3 separate regions of the Gossypium hirsutum genome follow, and regions 1 and 2 are each linked to region 3. The links are chromatin contacts, called in public Hi-C maps. All regions are on one chromosome and are shown on one strand. The core of a region is the stretch at or near the end of the contact, and the rest is flanking DNA. Distances in the headings are between cores, read along the strand shown. Region 1 holds the start of LOC107893867 (isopentenyl phosphate kinase). Region 2 holds the start of LOC107893866. Region 3 holds the start of LOC107920449 (clp protease adapter protein ClpF, chloroplastic).

Region 1 (2,700 bases), core at 128-2,627, 260 kb after region 3:
AAGTTGCACAATGACAAATGATAACTTAAACGAATTAACAGTCTGTGTTTCCTGAAATTCTGGTATTCTTAAGACAAAATCTAACATTCTATATGTGTAAACTCAAACGCATTGAAATAAGTTCTATTTTGAAAATTAGAAATAATCAAGGCTAATCTCACAATTGAAGCAGCAACACGGAACACAAATAGATCTAGCACATTGAATGAATATTGTCAGCTACATCTGTTAGTCTTAACAAATTAGAGATCGATACCTCTGGCTAGTGCTCGAACAATTTCAAGATTAAGAGTCGTGACCTGGAAAGAAACCACACCGAAAAACATTAAGTACCAAATGCGAAAAGGGGTTTATTTTCCTCAATAATCTGTAAGATCACTGCAAGTGCTACAAATGAACTAAGTGAAGCTTCAATTGCAGTTTTGCTTAGTAGTCGATTTTTTTTCATAAGCAAATCAATGGATTGCATAAACCATGATTGATAAACCAAAGCAAAATTCAAATGGAATGTTTTTCTATATACTTAAAAACTTCAATCGCCATATCTTACAGAAATTCGAGTTGCAACGAAACCAGCCTTGACAAGAGGTTGATTCAATCCCCCTTTATGAACCCCAGATTTGCTCGCCTGAAAATGCCCAAATGAACCTACAAATGGAAAACGTAAATCAGTAATTCCATTTCTTTCTACATCAAATATCGAAAGGGGACCAATTATCACAAAAGAAAACCCAGAAATTAAAAACATAATCAAAGCTCACCTGCACCATGAACGACAACAAATCTGCTGAAATCAACGTTGAACTGACACTGATCACCAAAATCACATAAACTAGAAGAAATATCCGAAACCGCATCTCTTTTACTCCAATCCATCCCCACAACTTGCGTTGAGCAAGAACCCAGATTCATTGCTTGTCTCAAATGGGACGAAACTGTTTCCAGATTCTCTTCATTGATCTTCTCTAGCTCATTTTTACAAGTAATTGCTGCTCCTCCTGTTTTAAACCCAAAAAAGAAAAAGAGAAAATTGAAGAGGTGGAAAAAGACATGTTGAAGTTTGGAACTTTGAGAGAAAGAGAAAGACCAAGTTTGACGATGCAACGGATTGTTTGGTTAAGGTTGGTTTCTTCCATTTTGGGATTGTTTGACGACGCTCTGAGTTGATGTTGCTATTTTTCTTACACTGGTGTTAATGTTATGACCGAATCTACGATGCTGTTCAGTGTAGGGTCAAACAAGACACTCTAAGAGTTAAATGATTCTCTCAAGCTGCAGACTTTGATTCGCTGAACCAAATCAGGTGGGATAACGATTCAACCGGCTTCAATCCAGTCATCATAAAAGAAAATTAAACTCAAATAGAGAGGAGCAATCCACTAAGGTTTTTTTTATATATATATATAATTAATATTTTAATAATTTTAATATTAATTTTATTAATATAATTCTACTTTTCATACCTACTTCATTTCATTAATCTAAAATATTATATATATTAATATATTTACCGAATGATTGAATCTTTTACATAAAATAATTTCTTTTAAAATTATAAAGTACCTTTAATATAATATATGATGATTTGATGATTAAAATATTAATTAAAAAAATAAAAATATATAAAACTTGACAAATAGTAATGACTCCCTACTCTTTTAATCTTTATATCATACTTAACATTTATTCTTTCTATTTTAATTTAGCTTAATGTTATATTTTATTCCAAAATCACTTAACATCTATTGACAAGTTTAAAATATGAGATTGAGTATTTTATTCTAAATTATTCATAAATTTTTTTTATTTGAATAATACAAAAAAAATTATTTAATCCCTTAAATGATATGCTCATGAGTTTATTTATTAAAATGGTCTATTTGCAATAGTGATCATGGGTGGTGCTTTATAAGGTGGCGGCACCATTATTTTTTTTCCCATCATCAATTGGCCATCATTAGACCATAGTAGAATAAAAAAAATTTATTTTTTTATTGGTGATGTCACCCTATACGACGGCACCGGTATGAAGTAGAACCGACTACAATACAAGTCGTATACTAGTTGAAAAAATAATTTTAAGAGGTGGAGGGCTTTTGTCAAGTGGCACCACTATTGAAACAAAAATTAAATTTATGACTGGTCATCAGAAACAGAGGAGAGAATCGAGGCTGAGAAGTAGAAAGATGGAGCACCCCGTAATTGTTTGATCTAACAGTCAGGCGACACCGATCTGACTACCTATGACAAACGTGACCAGAGTCACGAGGTGCTCTATTTTTCTACTTCTCAACCCCAAAATTGGCCCCCCATTTCTCCATTTTTTCCCTTAGCCCTATATATATATATAAGCCCACATGGTCCCCTTCTTGTTTGTGTTGAAAAAAGAAAAAAGAGATTGGCAGTTGAGGATTTTGGAGATTTTGTGTTGGAAAGAAAGGTAATAGCTAGATGTGTTGTGGCTTTTTTTCTTTTTAATTATTATTCATTTATTTGTTGTTTACTTAATTAGTTATAAAAAATATTAAATACTGAAATGATATGGCAAAACATATGTGATCGTTTTCTAATTTTTTATAATTATTATTTGTTTTTTTTACTTAATTAATATTAAAAATCATTTTCTTATTTTTAAGACTTTTTATGTAATTATTATTTATTTGAGATTTTCAGCATTAAATTTTTACATTTTTAATATTT
Region 2 (2,934 bases), core at 77-2,576, 160 kb after region 3:
ATATGTATTTTGCAGAGCTTCTACCAAGATTGGTAAAAGCTGGAGATGATGGTAATTGTGGGTCTACTGCTGTATGCGATACAATGTGCTTGCAGGTATGCCTTATAAGCTATTGTTCCTTTCATCAATTCTTAGCTGCTCTTATCTGGATTTAAATCGTGAATCATTGTTCATCGATAACATTCAAACAGTAGAGAAGATGGGATATTTTATTGTAACCTCCTTTCTCTTTCCTCTTAGGGAGGGTGGAATAGTTTAGAATTTCCTTTAGTTTTCATCATAAGTCTCCTTTGTTTACTTTGTTCCTATTATAATTTTAGCCCCTTTTATTTCCTCCCAGGGAGGCTTCTATTTATCTTTACATGTTAAAGGAATTTTGTTTTGGAAACCTTGGTTATTTTTCAACTTTTCCCCTTACAGGCACTTTCAAAAAGAATTCACTATGGAAAATTTGTAGCAGAGGCGAAATTTCGAGAATCACCTAAAACTTATGAGGATGCCATTAGAGCAAAAGTGAAGTTCCTTTCACATTTATCCTACTTCATCCTTTTTGTTTAGGCTGCTTCATATTCATAATTAACAGATTTCCTTCCTTTCCTCTTTGCCTTCGGAACATCACCTAACAGGACCGGTCTCGATTGATGGAGTTGCTAACATACGAAACAGTGGAAACAGCAGTGAAAAAGAGAGTAGATATGAAAACGAAAACATATGGTCAAGAGCTAAACTTTCAACTGAATGGTGTTGCAGCAGTTCCAGATCCTGTGTACAAAATCGAGCCAAGTTTAGTAGCTGATCTCTACGGAGATTGGATCATGCCCTTAACAAAGGAAGTTCAAGTTGAATACTTGTTGCGACGGTTGGACTAATGTAAAGTTTCCCTCACAACTGACCAAGGGAAGGGGAAACCAAAGGGTGTATGAACATCACTACCTTTTACATGTTAAACTACAGAATTTCAGTTTTCTAATTTATAGCACAACTTTCCAAATACCCAGTAATGTTCTTCATCAAGAAGGCAAAGGGTTCGAATACGGAAAAAGAACTCGTCCCTCCTATGTGATCATCTAACAGCAATGTGAGCTTCAAGCTTGTGTTAGTAATACATTCATTTGAGTTCAGGAAGGGCAGCTTCTCTTTTTTGTAAACTCATTTTAGTTTGATTTACGTAGTGTTTAAAACTTTCTTCTAAAACAATGGTTGTCATTGTCAACTTTTGAGCTGGAAAATGAATGAATCTTGATCCTACCATGTGCAGCTCTCATGTTTTAATCATAGCTTAATTATATTATAATATTAGAGCACAATTATTAAGCTTCTTGCACATAAAAAAGAGTAAAATTGGAAAACTTTTATAATCTTCTGTCAATCACAATGTCATCTTTCCTTTTTCCTTTCCAATTTTCAACCTTCTTAGCTGCTGAGAAGTGACTGAAGTAGTGACTTTGAAGTCTTCGTGTTCCACAAAATAAATTCATTTAAGGACAGTTCTGTAATTTTCAATAGATTATCTCCAGAAATAGAAAAAATATCTTTTTAAAAAAAATGGGATAATTGGTACAAATTAACAGAAAAATTTTCAAATAGCAGAAAATCTGGAAAAAGACAACAGAATAGCACTGTCACCGTCATTTTTCAAATGACATAAACACCCTTGACAAAAATTTAAATGGTCGAGAATCCCAACCCACAAGACAGCCGCTTTTTTGTTTCATCTTCTTCAATGTACAGCTAGCATGTGAATATTTGTCTGTTGCTTTTGGGATTTGTTCCTTCATCTTTAGCTTTTCTTTCTTTTAACTCACTGAGCAAAAGAGGGAAAGCTTTGCTCTTTTGGTGAGAGGCAGAGACAAGGAGAAAATGGAGAAAGCATTAACTAAAGTTGGGAGCTTGAAAGTTGGTGGGTTATGGATCTCAAAGAAAGCTAAGGAAGAGTTCTCAAACATCACTGAAGATCTGACTGTAAGTAAAGTTCTCTTCTTTTTTGGGTTTTTTTTTTTGGCTTTTTTCTTCTTTGTATTAGTATTTTGGTTTATGGATTTTATAATGTGGGTTGATATAAGGATAACCTTTTGATAGTAAATGGAATTGTTAGGTAATGCAAGATCTGTGGGGTTTTACTTTTAAGCAAAAAAGTACTGATTTCAGAGATGGGGTTATGAACAAAACATAAACATATTTGTAAAAAAATAAAATGTTTGGCTGAGATGAAAATGTATTTTTGTGATAAGATTTATGTGTAGGACATTCATTTCTTCATTTCAGATGATAAAGATTGCATTTTGTCTTGGAAGATAGTATTGCAAGTGATTTGATTTTTGCTCAATTTCTTGTACTTCTGTGTGGGATTCCCCCTGATTTCAAATTATCATATATGTTTGTCTTAGACATGTGGAAACATTTCAAATTTATTCTAGAGTTTTAGGACAAAGGTTTGGTTCAACAATGGATGTTTTTAAGTATCGTCCTTTCATTGCATTAGCATTACTGTAGTTATCTAGTACCAAAAGACCACCTTAGACCTGATGTTTAAATTAGTTTTATCTTATCAGTATATAGTTGGGAAAAGCCATCACTGAGTTGAACTTTTAAAGAAGAGTACTAATGCTAATAGACATTGAAACATGATTTCGAATGTCCATTTGTATATTTATAGTTCATGCTCCTTTACCTTTCAGTTTCTCTGAAATGTTAATTTCTGCAGACTTTCTCAAACACCGTTGAAGAGAAGGCAAAATGGGTTTTCAACAAACTGAAAGGTAAAGAATTATTTTATATGCGTACTCATTTTTTGATTGTATCAGTCAGCGTGACGAAGCATAGACTGAGTAGCGAGTAAGTGCGTATTTTTCAGTTAAGGAGAGTGGCAGATACTTACTTTTTTGTGGTCTTCAAATGCTTTGCAATGCCTAATATTTCTGGCTCCTACCTTGC
Region 3 (2,700 bases), core at 32-2,531:
CTTGGTCGGAAACACCAACGTAACCTGCATGTATGTAGGCACTTTCTATTCCTAATGTTTTTAGTATTCATACACAACAATAGTTATTTTATCATTTTACATGTTTTGCAAAGGCAATATATGTTCTCCATCCTACATTTCACTTGAAGACTGCAATTTTTGCTCTGCAAATGTTCGTGGATAAGGTGGTATGTCTTAAGTCTTAACTATTTCTCTCATTTGAAGACTGATGTTACTGCTGAGGAATCTTGGTAACTTGATGTTCTTGGAAATGATATACAGGTGTGGAAGAAAGTGGTATATGTTGATAGGCTTCTGCAGCTATTCAAATATGTTCCTCGCGAGCAGTTGACCATCCCTGATTTCGTGTTTCAGTTGAGTGTTCTAGTTTTATCCTTTTATCATATAAAACGAAACATAGCATCATTTATAGTCTTTTGGCAATGGATGTTCTTATGCAGTCCTACAATCCAATCAAGTTATCCAACAGTTTTTTTTCATGATTCAGCTTAGTTATATTGTATGTTGATAGAAATGATTCTAAGCATTTGGTTAACACTGATATTGCAGGCACGATATAGAAGTGAACGGTGGAAAGGGTCTTATTGTAGACCCTCGAACGAAATACATATATCATCGACCATAGAACATTTAAATACACAGTTTCAGAGTTGATGAAAGCCAGTAATTCTTGGTTTGATTTCCTCATCACCTTGTATTTGTAGGCAGGTAGTGGGTTGGTTGTGTTTGGTTTTTCATGTAGATATGTTTCTTTTTTTTTCGTTTTATTTTTTGAGCAATGATATGTTTGTTAATAATATATATTTCATGGTGATGTGAGCTTTTCTATTTGATTTCAACATGTTGCACTACATCCTGAGAAAGTGGACTCTTTCTTGGCATGTTTTAAAGAGGGGAAGGGATTGTCGGGGTTTTGAATCTGTCGATTATGGACATGGTCGACTTTAGACAGATCAGATTGTAAGTGTTGAGCTTTGAATTCTAATTTGTACTTCATTTTTTAAATGAATCATTACCGTTCAAATCTGTCGTTTTTTATTTTTATTTTTTTTAAAAAGCATTTTAAAGTTATTTTCACTCATTTAAAATATAAATATTTATTTTTGCACTATAAAACTAAGAAATTATAAATTAAGTAAAAATAAAATTCAACCTGTAAACAGAAATCCAATTTGAATCAAATACATTTAAAAATAATCAAAAAAATATAATTTATTTTGAATAAAATAGAATCAATATTTCTTTGCTCCAGCCCAGTAACAGAGGCAAGAAATGATCCAAGTTGGTTGCTGGCCTATCGGGCCTAAGGAATCTTACGTGTCAGGATTCTGTTCAATAACACACTCGATCCTGTAATCCACAGATTGCATATAATTTTTTTTATCTTTATTTTTATTTTTGTTTATTTTTAATTCTCCCCTTCCCTTCATCTGAGTCGCTGAAAGCCTGAAATTAATGAAGTTTCTCCTTTTTCTTTTTGATATAAAAAGCCTGAAATTAATTTTGTGAGGACGAAATTAAATGCCCAGAATTTCATTTTAGTTGGTTTCAATCAAGAAAGAGGAAAAAAAATCATTTTGTTTTCCAAGAAAAATGGTGCAGACCCTTTCATTAAGCAGTACTTTAACAACCTCTGGAAACACGGCTATTTATGGAACAGAAGTAGGCGGGAGGCGGCAATTTGAGATAATTGGAAAAGGTCATATGAAATATGGGATTAGTAGACAATATTTCTGGCATGGGTATGTACCAAGTTTTTACTTTAATGGCAATCCCAATTTGATGAAGAAAAGGAACTTTGGGGTTAAAGTTGGTTGGCCGTTTAAAGGAGGTGACCGGGAATTGGGTGCAAGCTCAGAGCGTAGTGAGACTGCTAATGAAGATATACTGATTTTCTTTTTCCAATTAGACTTGGCTACTCAAGTTCAGGTTTGGTGATGTGAGCTTGTGTTTTTTTTTCATCTATGATATGAATTTTATCTTTTATTAATAGTTATTTCTGTTTATCTCTCAGTTTATAGGATTCGGTCATTTTTTATGTTGTTTTTCTGTGGATTTGCAGCGTGCTTTGAACTTGGAAGAATATGAATTTGCACAGCAACTTAGAAACAAGCTTACTGAGGTTAGAACTTAGAAGACCTGATATTAATTGTTGGACTCTTTTGGAAGCTTTCCACTGGCTATTAGTTGTTAATGAAATGATTACTATGGTAGATTTTTAGTTTTCTTTGTACTCATTTTGCATGCATCAGTTCTTTATTTCATTATTTAGTATCATGAATTTATGTAAGCTTGGTTGGTACAATGTGTATCCAAGTTTGTTCATAAAAAATGGAGCTGAGACATGTGTACGTAAGTGTCTTTTCATTAACAAGTGTTCTGCTATGAAGGTTGAAGCAGAAATCCTCAAGCAGCAAGAAGCAAAAAGAGGTTTGTCCTCAAAGAGTGAAGCTCAAGATAAGGCACTAAGTCTTGTGCGTCTACGGTGAGGTCCCTCGCTTATGTTATATGCACTCTTCTTATAGTGCAGAGTATTGATTTTTATGAGAGATTGAGGATTTGGAGTATCTTCTTTTTTATTTTTTATTTAGATACACTTGAGTGCTTCAGGCTATTCATTTTCTTTGTTTCATTGCAGTGGAGAACTGCACAATGCAATCGAGAATGAAAATTATGCTT

The links. Hi-C and Micro-C count contacts between places; a contact is called where the count stands out from the background.
Region 1: a contact with region 3 is called in a Hi-C map of leaf, with 3 times the contacts expected there. The contact joins the promoter of LOC107893867 here to the promoter of LOC107920449 in region 3. A contact is called at or near these places in 2 of 34 Hi-C or Micro-C datasets (both in leaf).
Region 2: a Hi-C map of leaf shows a contact between it and region 3, with 2.5 times the contacts expected there. The contact joins the promoter of LOC107893866 here to the promoter of LOC107920449 in region 3. A contact is called at or near these places in 3 of 34 Hi-C or Micro-C datasets (callus and leaf).

The regions. Positions count from the first base shown.
Region 1 is chrA13:32,907,215-32,909,914 of Gossypium_hirsutum_v2.1, forward strand. It overlaps LOC107893867 (isopentenyl phosphate kinase), which reads right to left and starts at 1,378. Exons shown (of 12, transcript XM_016819008.2): 1 at 1,088-1,378; 2 at 762-998; 3 at 551-648; 4 at 257-299. The coding sequence starts at 1,136.
Region 2 is chrA13:32,811,890-32,814,823 of Gossypium_hirsutum_v2.1, forward strand. It overlaps LOC107893866, which reads left to right and starts at 1,327. Exons shown (of 3, transcript XM_016819007.2): 1 at 1,327-1,962; 2 at 2,705-2,759. The coding sequence starts at 1,861. It overlaps LOC107893865 (chorismate mutase 3, chloroplastic), which reads left to right. Exons shown (of 6, transcript XM_016819006.2): 4 at 1-95; 5 at 421-513; 6 at 627-1,248. The coding sequence ends at 869.
Region 3 is chrA13:32,651,528-32,654,227 of Gossypium_hirsutum_v2.1, forward strand. LOC107920449 (clp protease adapter protein ClpF, chloroplastic) reads left to right here and starts at 1,282. Exons shown (of 8, transcript XM_016850179.2): 1 at 1,282-1,950; 2 at 2,084-2,143; 3 at 2,412-2,506; 4 at 2,660-2,700. The coding sequence starts at 1,615. It overlaps LOC121212699 (protein GDAP2 homolog), which reads left to right. Exons shown (of 15, transcript XM_041086008.1): 12 at 1-30; 13 at 114-185; 14 at 283-374; 15 at 571-1,030. The coding sequence ends at 646.